Regions from separate parts of the Sus scrofa genome. Here region 1 is linked to region 2. Evidence: chromatin contacts called from public HiChIP or PLAC-seq data. All regions are on one chromosome and are shown on one strand. The core of a region is the stretch at or near the end of the contact, and the rest is flanking DNA. Distances in the headings are between cores, read along the strand shown. Region 1 holds the start of MTTP (microsomal triglyceride transfer protein). Region 2 holds the start of DNAJB14 (dnaJ homolog subfamily B member 14).

Evidence for each region. HiChIP or PLAC-seq counts read pairs in DNA pulled down with a chosen protein or histone mark.
Region 1: a contact with region 2 is called in an H3K27ac HiChIP or PLAC-seq map of skeletal muscle, with 2.4 times the contacts expected there. The contact joins the promoter of MTTP here to the promoter of DNAJB14 in region 2. A contact is called at or near these places in 2 of 5 promoter capture datasets (fetal liver and liver), 13 of 47 Hi-C or Micro-C datasets (alveolar macrophages, embryonic fibroblasts, epiblast stem cells and 9 more) and 2 of 2 datasets of contacts at active chromatin or transcription factors (alveolar macrophages and skeletal muscle).

What each region holds. Positions count from the first base shown.
Region 1 is chr8:120,868,739-120,874,300 of Sscrofa11.1, reverse strand. It overlaps MTTP (microsomal triglyceride transfer protein), which reads left to right and starts at 2,833. Exons shown (of 18, transcript NM_214185.1): 1 at 2,833-2,948. The coding sequence starts at 2,888.
Region 2 is chr8:120,564,643-120,570,572 of Sscrofa11.1, reverse strand. DNAJB14 (dnaJ homolog subfamily B member 14) reads right to left here and starts at 3,178. Exons shown (of 8, transcript XM_021101721.1): 1 at 2,705-3,178. The coding sequence starts at 2,837. H2AFZ (H2A histone family, member Z) reads right to left here. Exons shown (of 5, transcript NM_001123122.1): 3 at 5,717-5,830; 4 at 5,249-5,378; 5 at 4,550-4,971. The coding sequence ends at 4,910.

The DNA of each region.
Region 1 (5,562 bases), core at 1,584-4,083, 300 kb before region 2:
TTCTCTCTAGAGCTATCATACATTCTGACTTAATCTATCTATATATGGTAGGGCAGTACATTTCCTTCCAACCTTTAGTGGGGTAAAGTTCACTTATCTTCTAATCTAGGAAATGAGTTAACTCTGAACAACCTCTGGTACTCAAAAGAACCATGACTGTACTTTGGAATTAGCAGTCTTTATTTCATAGTTTCTTATTATCACTGCAAAATGATAGTATAGCATATATTCCCAGTGTTATGTACTTACTAATGGAATTTCATTGTTTTAAAATCTATTATTTGATTTTGACCTGGCCAACACAAATCAATTTTTTCCTCTGGAACATCTAACCACAGTGTTCTGTTAGCCTCCATGCAAAAGTGTGATGGACTTATTGAAAGATAGTCCCAGTTAATAGTTCTATGTCATCCGTAAGAAATCAGTCAGTTTTTCCAAAATCTATCTGTAATATATTTTAAGTAAAGGAGAATGTTGCATCTCAAGGCCTCAAGGTTTGTTTTACTATGGTCCATAAATCATTTTACTAAATTAGTTTGAAAATCGTTTTTCTAATATATGAGGTGATTGTTAGGATATACTACAAAATGTAAAGTTCTTGGCATAGTGTATTATACATAGTAATTATTCCATAGATGGAAGCTCTTGCGGTTTTTTTTTTTTTTCTTTTTTCAATTGTTCTGTGCTTCTGTCTTGCTTCACATGCTATGAAAAAGAGCTGATGAGTTTGGGGAGGTGTCTCCCACCTGTAGTGCACAAGGTTTGCTTGGCTTGATCAGCAGAGCTACGGAAGAGAATGCCTCTCTTTGGTACATAGAATTCACTGAATATGGAAGGGGTTTGGCATTTTTATTTCATCTCTGTGAAACAATCTTTAGTCTTTCAAATATCTTTGTAAAAAATTACAGGCAAGATAGAAAAGAATGATGGTATTTATTACCAATAGAAACAGTCTTATTTGAACATCCTATGTTGAAATAACTACTTAATACAGTGACTCATAGGAGCTTTCTAGTGGTAGGCAAATGAAAACAAAACAAATGAAACAGCATTTAATTTGTTAGGCAATAGTGATATGCCTTTTATTGGTTGGACTCTGATAAACACCTGACAACAAATGGTACTTTACCCGAAGAGACACGTATCATGCACCACATAGTCTAACCATAAACATGTCACTGTGAGCCTCAAGTGGAATACGAAAGGCAGTTTTCACATGATTCCAGGTAGTCCTTAATTTGAATAAGTAAGTATTTAAAGCTTAAGTGACTATAGTGGCTTCGTGTTACTGTGCATGTAATGCAGAAATTGTGGGAATACACAAAAATCTATTCAAATGTAAAGCACTAAAGCGCTTTTCACATTACCTTGTATTTGTAAAGCCCACTATTCATAAAAACATTTCTTCAACAGTTAATTTTCTAAGACCATTTTCTGTTTACCCCAAGACAAATTATTTATATCTTTAAGGTGATAGTCACAACCAAATATTTTTTGTGTAGGTAATTTAGCCAAGATTTATATATAAAACAGGTTAACAAGTGAAATTCTAATCTCAATAGACAGTAAAGGTGAACAATTTCCACGTTTAAGATCTTTATATAAAACATAATTCAAGGAGAAATACGCTTAACTCTGGAGATTTTAAAATTTTAGATTTCATCTTGTAGCCCTTTCTATCAAGTTGACTATCTTTTACCTGGGTTGTCTAGAAGATTTGAACTTAAGGTTAGGATTCTAGAAGAGGCTTTAGAGAAAGATGAGGGTAAAATTAAGACCCTCATTCTATGCTTAAGAACCCATTTTATGGCTATAAGTATTTTCTAGTTCATTCAAATAGCCCTTTGCCAGCACCTTATTCGTTCCTTTGCCAAAACATCCCCATATGCTCCCCACAACCACCCTGTTTCAATAGGTTTTGTTCACATCAGGTTTATATTGCAGGAGTTTCCAAGGACAAAAGTGGGTTTCATTCGTGTGGCTCCACTCACACTAAGTTACTTGCTTTAATTGTAGAGAAGTTTCCTAATTAATTTTCCGCAGCAAAATTGTTAAGGGCTGGAATTCCCCTCTTGAATTTCTTCCTAGAATTAGGATTCAGAAAGCACAGGGGATTCCATCCAGTTGGTTTGGGGACTCAAGATAAGTGTTTCTTGTCATAGGGGTAGTTAGAGGTCTACTGTGATAAACTCAACTGCTTGCTAGTGTGCTAATAATGACAGACACATAAGAATCACACGTAAGGAGAATCATCTAGGTTTCAGAAATCAGTTTTATCATTTTAACATTATTTTGAAGGGATTGGTGGTGGAAGTAAAAATTTTTAAATTTAAATCCTATAATTCAGAATGATTTTTTAATAATAGCATACACATGGTATTAAAAAACTCCAGATGACCATACAAGACAATAAAATTCAATGAAATGTATTTGAGTTTGCAATTCCTCACCACCTTCCCACGTAAAGTGGTAAATGTGAAGACAGGCATTTGATGTTACGGGAATGAGGATGATTTATGTTTGGAGCAGAAAAGTATCATCATCAGTTTTCCTTGAATGTCTATCAGTACTTCTGAATTTAAAGGATGGTAGACTGGTTTACTTGAACTCTCAAAAGTGACATTTTTTTCTTGGTCTTCCTTATTGAGTAAAGAATAAATAAAAAGAGTGAGAGATTGGAAACCGGAGCCCACCAAAGTTTAATCATTAATAGTGGGCCCTTCTGTGAACTTAGGTCCTGATTTTGGAGTTTGGAATCTGACCTTTCCCCCAAAGATAAACATTGTTGCAGGTTCGAGGAGGGTCACTCCCTTGCTGCCACCGCAAGAATCCACTTCTCAGTGACTCCTCGCTTGGAACTGGATGCACTAGAGGGGAGCTGGTCAATATGATTCTTCTTGCTGTGCTTTTTCTCTGCTTCATTTCCTCATATTCAGCTTCGGTTAAAGGTACGTTCGTGTTGCCTTTTGCTAAACTATAATTTTAATCCTTGAGGGGGAAAATTGTGTGGGTGGGTGGGTGTGTGTAGTGTAGTGAGAGAGTCCTAACTAACTCTTTAAGCCATCTTCAAAACCATGGAACTTTGGAATGTTGGTGAAGGCAGGACTGGGTTGGAATGAAAATCAAATTCAAATTCCTACATACATTAAGAAAACAGAGGCTCCTTTTAGTTTCTTGCTTCATTCTCTCATTCATGGTGTATTTTTAAAAAGGGAGAAAAAAGATGCCAGCTATTGTTACCTTCTGCTGTTGGTCACTCAATGAATGCAGCTCCTTCATTTGAATTGTAAAAGTGGGCTTAAAAAACCAGTTCTTAAATTTCCTTCTAGTTGCTTAGCAATGGGACATCAAGAAGAATTAGATCCAATGAAAAAGGCATTTGACTTGACAGAGAATTATGAATGAAATGGTAAAGTCTGTATTTAATTCCATTACCATTCAAAAGAGAATTATCACGGTTATGAATTACAGAAAATAAAACGACATGATATAGATTTTAAGAAATAAGACATTATCTTTGGAAAAATAGTGTTAGTCATTTTAGATTCTATTTCAAGATAAAACTGATTTTAAAACACCTAAGGATTGATATCTTTCAGAGGAAATAAACATTTTATGAGTAATGGTTTCCAAAAAACTGTATGCAATGTATTCATAGGGAATCTTGTTTTAAGTCAATTCATTTATATATGCGGTGAATTTCTAGATGTTGTACCTGTAAAATGATCACTTTTTAGAGTCTCTTAAGATAATTCACCATGAATGCCAGTTGATCTAACACATAACTCAGCATGATAGGATGCGATTTCACTCACTGTGAACCCTAAGTAACTGATATAAACAATTCACTTTTAAACTTATAAAGCCCTTTAGGGATAACTGGCTTTCTTTTTTTCATAAAGTTTATCTCAAGATTTTTTGCGTTGAAAATTTCCACTTGAGGACAAGAGACCATCTTTGTTACCAGAACAATAAATGGGGACTAAATTATTTCACCCAAGCAAATCACACTTTAGGTTCTTGAACTAAAGAACCTGAGATAATATATATATATTTTAGTAGTTTCTCAAGTATTTTGTATTTAAACGTACAACCCTTAGTTGGATGAAAACAAATTTTAATGAGAAAAAGTTTTGTAACTTACACTTGATAGGTAATTGTTATACAGAGAGCTTACTATTTTTGTTATCTGTCAAGTACACTGTTGAATATTTGAAATACGATTGATTTATATACCATGAGATAAGACCTTATACCATGATTTTACAAAAAACAATTGAGATATAGTAGCTATTGTGGTGTTCTCTTTTTTTCCCCACCTTGCAAGTGAGCACATTGGATAACTTGATGTTTTTAAATACATGCTCTTATAAAGATTTAAAAATACACACACACACACACACACACACACACATGACAATGGACAATGGCATGCAGGGAGCTATGACCTAGAACATAACAGAGAGCTACAGTTTGTTGTATAAGCTCAGTGGCAAACCCAGAATTTTAGATCCTGAAGCTTATGCAATTTAGGGGCAAAATTTGAGAAAAGATAACAAAATACCTTACTTTTTGCAAATGTTACTGAAAAAAGATACGGCGTATGTACACAATGCCAAAGGCTCCCTTCCAAGCCTGGGTTTAAGTGTCATTAACTTCACAGTACAGCTGCCTATTCCAAAAATCATGAATAAAAAGTACAGGACTTGACAGCTCTCTGTCTCCCTAGATTTGGTAATTTCCTGGTTTATAGTACCGTGGTTAAATTATAGATTCCTTACCATTTGTAACGACTGACATTTAATAAGCAAACTACTTATGAAGAGTTTACTTTAAAATCAGGCCATTATAAATTTGGGGATGCCATACATTGCTTCATAACTCATCTCAAATTTACTTATCAATGCAACTGTCCAGATCTGGGTGGAGGGTGCGTACAGGTTGACCATAAATAAAGAGGGTGTAGGAGGAGTTTAGAAGAGGAGGAGTCATAGGGTCTGTTTAGAAGAATATGCTGAAAGAGTGAATGCTCCCTACTTCTTTTGAATCACATTTTATAATGGCGGGTCTATTCTCAGTGCCTCCTTTTGTTACAGGTTTCACATCCTCTTCAAGGATTAAACCCCAAAGCCTCTGGCCATGTCTCCTTGTAATGCCCCTTGCCCCACCTTGACCAGCCTGGGCTGCTCACTCCCTGCTAGAGAAGGAATGTTGCCCATTTCTCACCAGGCCACCATATCATCTTTTCCCCGTGCAAATAAGGTATCCTGCCCGAGACCAATCAGAAGATCAAATCTGGTCTCCACTCAGGTCCACATCATAGGGTATAAAGACTATTGCAGGAGTTCCCATCGTAGCTCAGTGGTTAATGAATCCGACTGGGAACCATGAGGTTGCGGGTTCGATCCCTGACCTTGCTCAGTGGGTTAAGGATCCAGCATTGCCATGAGCTGTGGTGTAGGTTGCAGATGTGGCTCGGATCCAGTGTTGCTGTGGCTCTGGTGTAGGCTGGTGGCTACAGCTCCGGTTAGACCCCTAGCCTGGAAACCTCCATATGCCGTG
Region 2 (5,930 bases), core at 1,929-4,428:
CTGTGCATCAAAGGAAATAATCAACAGAATGAAAGACAACATACAGAATGGGAGGAAAAAAAAAATCTGCAAACCATGTCTGATAAGGGGTTAAAATGTAGAATATATAAAGAACTACTACAACTCAACAACACAAACAACCTAATTAAAAAATAGGCAAAGGGTCTGAATAGACATTTCCCCAAAAATTATACACAAAGGGCCAACAAGCAAATAAAAAGATGCTCAACATCAGTCATCATTAGAGAAATGCAAATCAAAACTGCAATGAAATACCACCTCACACTCATCAGCATGGCTACTACCAAAAACCAACATCCAAACAAATAAACAAAATACAAGCGTTGGTGAGGAGGTGGGAAAACTGAAACTCTTAGTTTCCATCATGGCTCCATGGTAACGAACCTGACTAGGATCCACAAGGATATGGGTTCGATTCCTGGCTTTGACATAGGCCAGCAGCTAAAGCTCCAATTCAACCTCTACCCTGGGAACTTCCATATGCCATGGGTGCTGCCCTAAAAAGATGGGAAAAAAAAAAAAAAACCAAAAACCTGCAACACTTGCACACTGTTGGTAGGAATGTAAAATGGCATATCAGCCATGAAAAAAGTATGGCAGTTCCTCAAAAAAGTGAAAAAAGAATTACCAATATGATCAAGCAATCTCATTTCTGGGTATATATCCAAAAGAATTTGAAAGGATCACAAAGAGAAATACTTGCACACTTATGTTCAGAGCAGCATTATTCACAATAGCCAAGATACAGAAACAACAATCTCTTAGTAGATGATGAATGGATATTGAAAACGTGGTATATACACGAAAGGGACTATTACGCAGCCTTTAAAAAGGAACTCCCTCCCGTCGTGGCGCAGTGGTTAACGAATCCGACTAGGAACCATGAGGTTGCGGGTTCGGTCCCTGCCCTTGCTCAGTGGGTTAACAATCCGGCGTTGCCGTGAGCTGTGGTGTAGGTTGCAGACGCGGCTCGAATCCCGCGTTGCTGTGGCTCTGGCGTAGGCCGGTGGCTACAGCTCCGATTCAACCCCTAGCCTGGGAACCTCCATATGCCGCGGAAGCGGCCCAAGAGATAGCAACAACAACAACAACAACAACAACAAAAAGACAAAAAGACAAAAAAAAAAAAAAAAAAAAGGAACTCCCATTATATTTATGCTACAACATGGATAAATTTCAAAAACATTATGCTAAGTTAAAAAAGAAAGTCAAAAGGGCAAATTCTGTATGATTCCACTTATATAAGGTATTCAAAGTAGTCAAATTTTTGAAAGTATGATGGTGGTTGCCAGGAGCTGGGTGGGTGGGGAAAATGGGCAACTATTTAATTGGGATAGTTTCAATTTTGTCAGGTGAAAATTCTGGAGATTTGTCGTACCACAATGTGAAAGCGGTTAACACTACTCAACTGTACACTTAAAAATGGTTAAGTTGAAAAATTTCACAGTTTTGCAACATTTAACAAAATAATTATTATTTAATTTCATTTCCCTCTCCTGTCCTCCCTGGTACAGTCCTCAACAGCAATGTAACAGAAAGGACAGAGAAAAGTAAAGCTTCAACAATGTAGAAAAAAAATTAAGAAAACAACAATGAAACAAGTAGCCCCACCTTCTTTCTGACTTACTGATAATTTTCTTAATCTGGAAATGCCTTGAACCTCAAGTGAAACAGTACCCTATAGGCCAGGCAATGGAGGGTAGTGGTTTTTGGAGCTAGAGAGCTCAAGTCTATTCCGACTTTGCCACTAATTACCGTGTGACCTTGGGTATGTTTTCGTTCATCCATCATTCATTCATCAAAAAGTCTGTTTCCATATGAGTAAGCCTGGCCAAATGAATCCTAGGATTGTTCCGAGGAGTAAATAATTCATATAAAACCCTAGGTACTTTAAGTAAGTGCTCAATAAATGTTGGCTATAATTATTTTAAAGATTTTAAAGCCTAGAGAGCAGGATGGGAACAGAAGGAATTCGACTAAGGGCAGTCCAGTACTCTCTTCCTAAACCTGTATCTCATTTGTCTACAATTACGGTGCTATAACAACGGATACTCTTTAGCAAATGGTTACTGACTCCATCATTTTTGCCAAATTGGTGCTCCTCTCTTCTAAACGAACTCCCTCCCAGGGAAAAGCAATGTCATCTCAAGTATTCGAAAATGTTTGCTTTGGGCACAGTGTTTTCTACCCTAGAGGCGGTGGAACCAGGGACCTGTACATTAGCCACTAGAGTTCCCGGTTCCTCTCACCTCATTAGGGGCCTAGGCCTTACTTGGGGGTGAGGATGAGAAGGGTGGGCGCCACACAACCAAACACCCAGACAGAAAGCCCCACTCTGCGAAGACACAACCCGGCGAGTCTCCTGGGAGAATGACAGCTGGACAGTACGAAAACCGACCAGGGAACCGGCAACTCCTGCGTGTCGGCGGCGAGCGGGCATCTCGCAGGCAGGTGAGGAGGGCGTCTCGGGCGGCCCGTGGCGGGGCGGCCCAGGGCGGGCTCGGCCGGGGGCAGTCAGGGCCGGGGCGGGGGTGTGTCGGGATGCTGCTCCCGGGGGCCCCGCCGCGGGGTCGGGCAGGCCGGGAGCCCCGCTGGCTCCCGGAGGGCCGAGGGTGGGGGCGAGAGCGGGCTGCGCGGCGGCCTGGGGGCCGGGCGGGGAGGAAAGGGAGAGCGAGGGCCTCACCGCGGGCCGAGGGCAGCGGGTAGAGCTTCTCGGCCTTCTGCAGGAAGCGCTGGGCCTTCTCGCGGTTGCCGGCGTTCAGGGCCTCCCGGGCGATCTCGACACATTTCTCCGCCTCGTCCCGGTTCCCCTCCATGGCTTGCGCCTTCTTCCGTTTCCTGCGGGAGCGCAGCTACGAGGGGCGGAAGCCGCCGCCGCCGTGGAGGCGAGGCCGGCCGGGGACGGGGGCGTGCGGAGGCGAACGGGGAGGAGCGCAGGAGACCGCGGCGGCGGCGGCGAGGCCCGGGCGCACTGGCGGGCTCGCAGCTCCGCCTCCTCACGGCGGCCTCCCCGCCCCCCGCGGGCAACTACCGCGCGAGCTGCATCCTTCGCGGCCCCCGGACAGAGCTCCAGGGCTTGGCTGTCCCTGCCGACTCGGCGGTCCGTGCGGGGCGCCAGCAGGCTCGGAGCTGACCAACCTGGACGGCGCGGGGGCGGGAGATGCCAGGCCTGCTGCCCGCCGGGGGTTCCACCGGGGCGGGGACCCGGCCGCCCGGACTGCGCCGCGCCCTCTGACCTCCCGTGGTGGCCCGCGTCGGCGGCCGCCGGTTTTCCTAGCGGCCGGGCTACGGATCGGGGTGGGCATGTTCGCTTTCAGGAAAATTCCCAGAGGTCGAAGGCCCCGCCTCAGGGCCCCCCTCAGCCTGGGGAGGATTCGGTCAGGTGAGGGCTGCGCTTCCGGCACAGGTGTACTGGGACACAGTAGAGGGCCTTTCGACCCTAACTCAGGGCTTGTTTCATTGCCTCTTTCAGCACTTTCCTGACCCAGCTGCAGTAAAACCATCTCCTTAGTACATCCGGGAGTTAAAGTAAACACAATTTGCAGTTTGCCTTTACTCTGGCGAAAAACCGGAACCCTAATAATCCTACATGACCAAAACGAGGAAGGAATCAGCTCGTTGGGAATGTATTACCATCATGTATCTATTTGCTGGTTTTCTCCCTACTCTTTTTTCACATTACCCCTGTGAAATGCTATACCTGTCATACTGGTCTCCGTGTGCAGGATGAGCCTTGTAATGACCTAATCCGAGTTTCAAAAACTAAGAACTTGTCAGAAGCCAAGTGTCATGTCAAAACGATCCAATCAACTTAACCACAAAATAATCGTTTCATACAATGTTCAGTAAAGACAGCCATGACAGCAAATATGATCAACTCAGGACTTTCAGAGAAACCCTGATTCTTTTTTGGTGAGTCCAAGGCATGTAGAAGTTCCCCAGGGCAGTGACCAAACCCCCACCACAGCAGCCACTGGAGCCCCTGCAGTGACAACACGGGACCTTTAATCTGCTATTCCACAGGGGAACTCCAACCTTGATTCTTTTCTGTAAAAACGGGATTAGATGGTGCATACTGAACAGTTTAATCCAGGTAGCCTTTGAAACAGTGGGAGAACACAGGAAACACTTCACTGTTTATACTGAAAGTACCTTCTGTGGAGGTAGCAATATACAGAACTTCCCTACCTGCCCCAGTCCATGACAGTGCTCTGGATGTAGTGCTGCTGTCACAAACAGCAAGTGCAGCGACAAATTGAGATGATCAAATTTAACCTAAAAAACATCACCTTGTCCAGTTCCAAGCTCCTACTGAAGTTTTAAAATCTTTAATAGTTCATCTCATAGCATTAAAAAATATATATATGCTTTAGCCTTCGAGGTTTGTTGATCTACAAAATTAACATTTTAATTTCAAGGTAAGAAACGTGCTTATTAAGTTATTGCTGGATAAGATAGTTATTCAAAACAAAAGTTGTTCCCATCATAATCAAGTGAATTTAATACACAACTAGTTTGGGATATGACCTTTATTGAGCTTATCCACCGAAGTGGAAATAATGTCTGTACAAAACCAAATGTTTGTTACTATAACTTCTGCATCACAATTAAAATCCAAACAGTTTTTTAAAAACAGTCAACTCAATCAAAACCCACTACTTCAGAATCAATAGCTTCTTTGAAGCCACAGTAACACTTAAATATGGTTAAGACTCGAATGCAGAAATTTGGTTGGTTGGAAAGCTAATTAAACTTCCAACTTGCTCAAATAGAATTACAAAAAGGCAAAATTGTGTTTTTCACAGAGATACAGTCCATTGGAATCACCAACACTGGACAGCTGTTAGAGTATTTAGAGTCCTGAGATAATAAGGAATCCAGGCATCCTTTAGACAGTCTTCTGTTGTCCTTTCTTCCCAATGAGAGATTTGTGGATGTGTGGAATGACACCTAGGGGAGGAAAGGGATACTTTTAAATATACATTATTTTGAAAATTAACACAGGACTTCAAAACCATGACAGTTTAACGTTCAACTTCGAAGAAGTCTTTAAATGTGAGGCCAGAGTATGCAGAAGTAAAAATTCACTAAGTTATATACAGGAATCAATTTTCATGATGCAACCATACTACAGATCACTGAAAATAACACTAAGTGTCCTCTTCTAGTGGGGGAAAAAAGTAAAGAATTATCTAAAGAAATTAAAAAATTTTTAGTATTTACATACCACCACCAGCGATTGTAGCCTTGATGAGAGAATCCAATTCTTCATCTCCACGAATAGCAAGTTGCAAGTGACGAGGAGTAATACGCTTTACCTTCAAGTCTTTTGATGCATTTCCTGCCAATTCAAGTACCTAGAAGACAGAATCTAATCAATCTCCTGCCAACTTTCCTTAGGATCAAGATCCAGAAGAATCAAACCTTCGTGAACGTGTATCTACCAACTGCCGTCTCCCCCCACTACCTGAATGGCAAGATATGCAAAAGCTATAAAGGGGACACGCAATTTTATTTCCTAAAGCAGTCAACTCAAGCTCAGGAGGAACCCAAAATGAACACCAGCCCCCTCTAGCGTTGTCAGAAGCTTCTCACCGCGTTCAGAGCCTGGGAGTTTTCTTGCATCACTTTCCTCCTTCCCTCTCACCGCCTCCCCCCACCACCTTTTCCAGATTACAGGCGTACACCCATTTACCTCTGCGGTGAGGTACTCCAGGATGGCTGCGCTGTACACAGCGGCAGTCGCGCCCACACGTCCATGGCTGGTCGTCCTAGATTTCAGGTGTCGATGAATACGGCCCACCGGAAACTTCATTTTTCGCATACACAAACACAAATGCACAAAGATAGAGGAGCCAAAAATGGTCAAATTATACGCGCGCCAAAGCAAGGGGCACGGAGGCTGATGC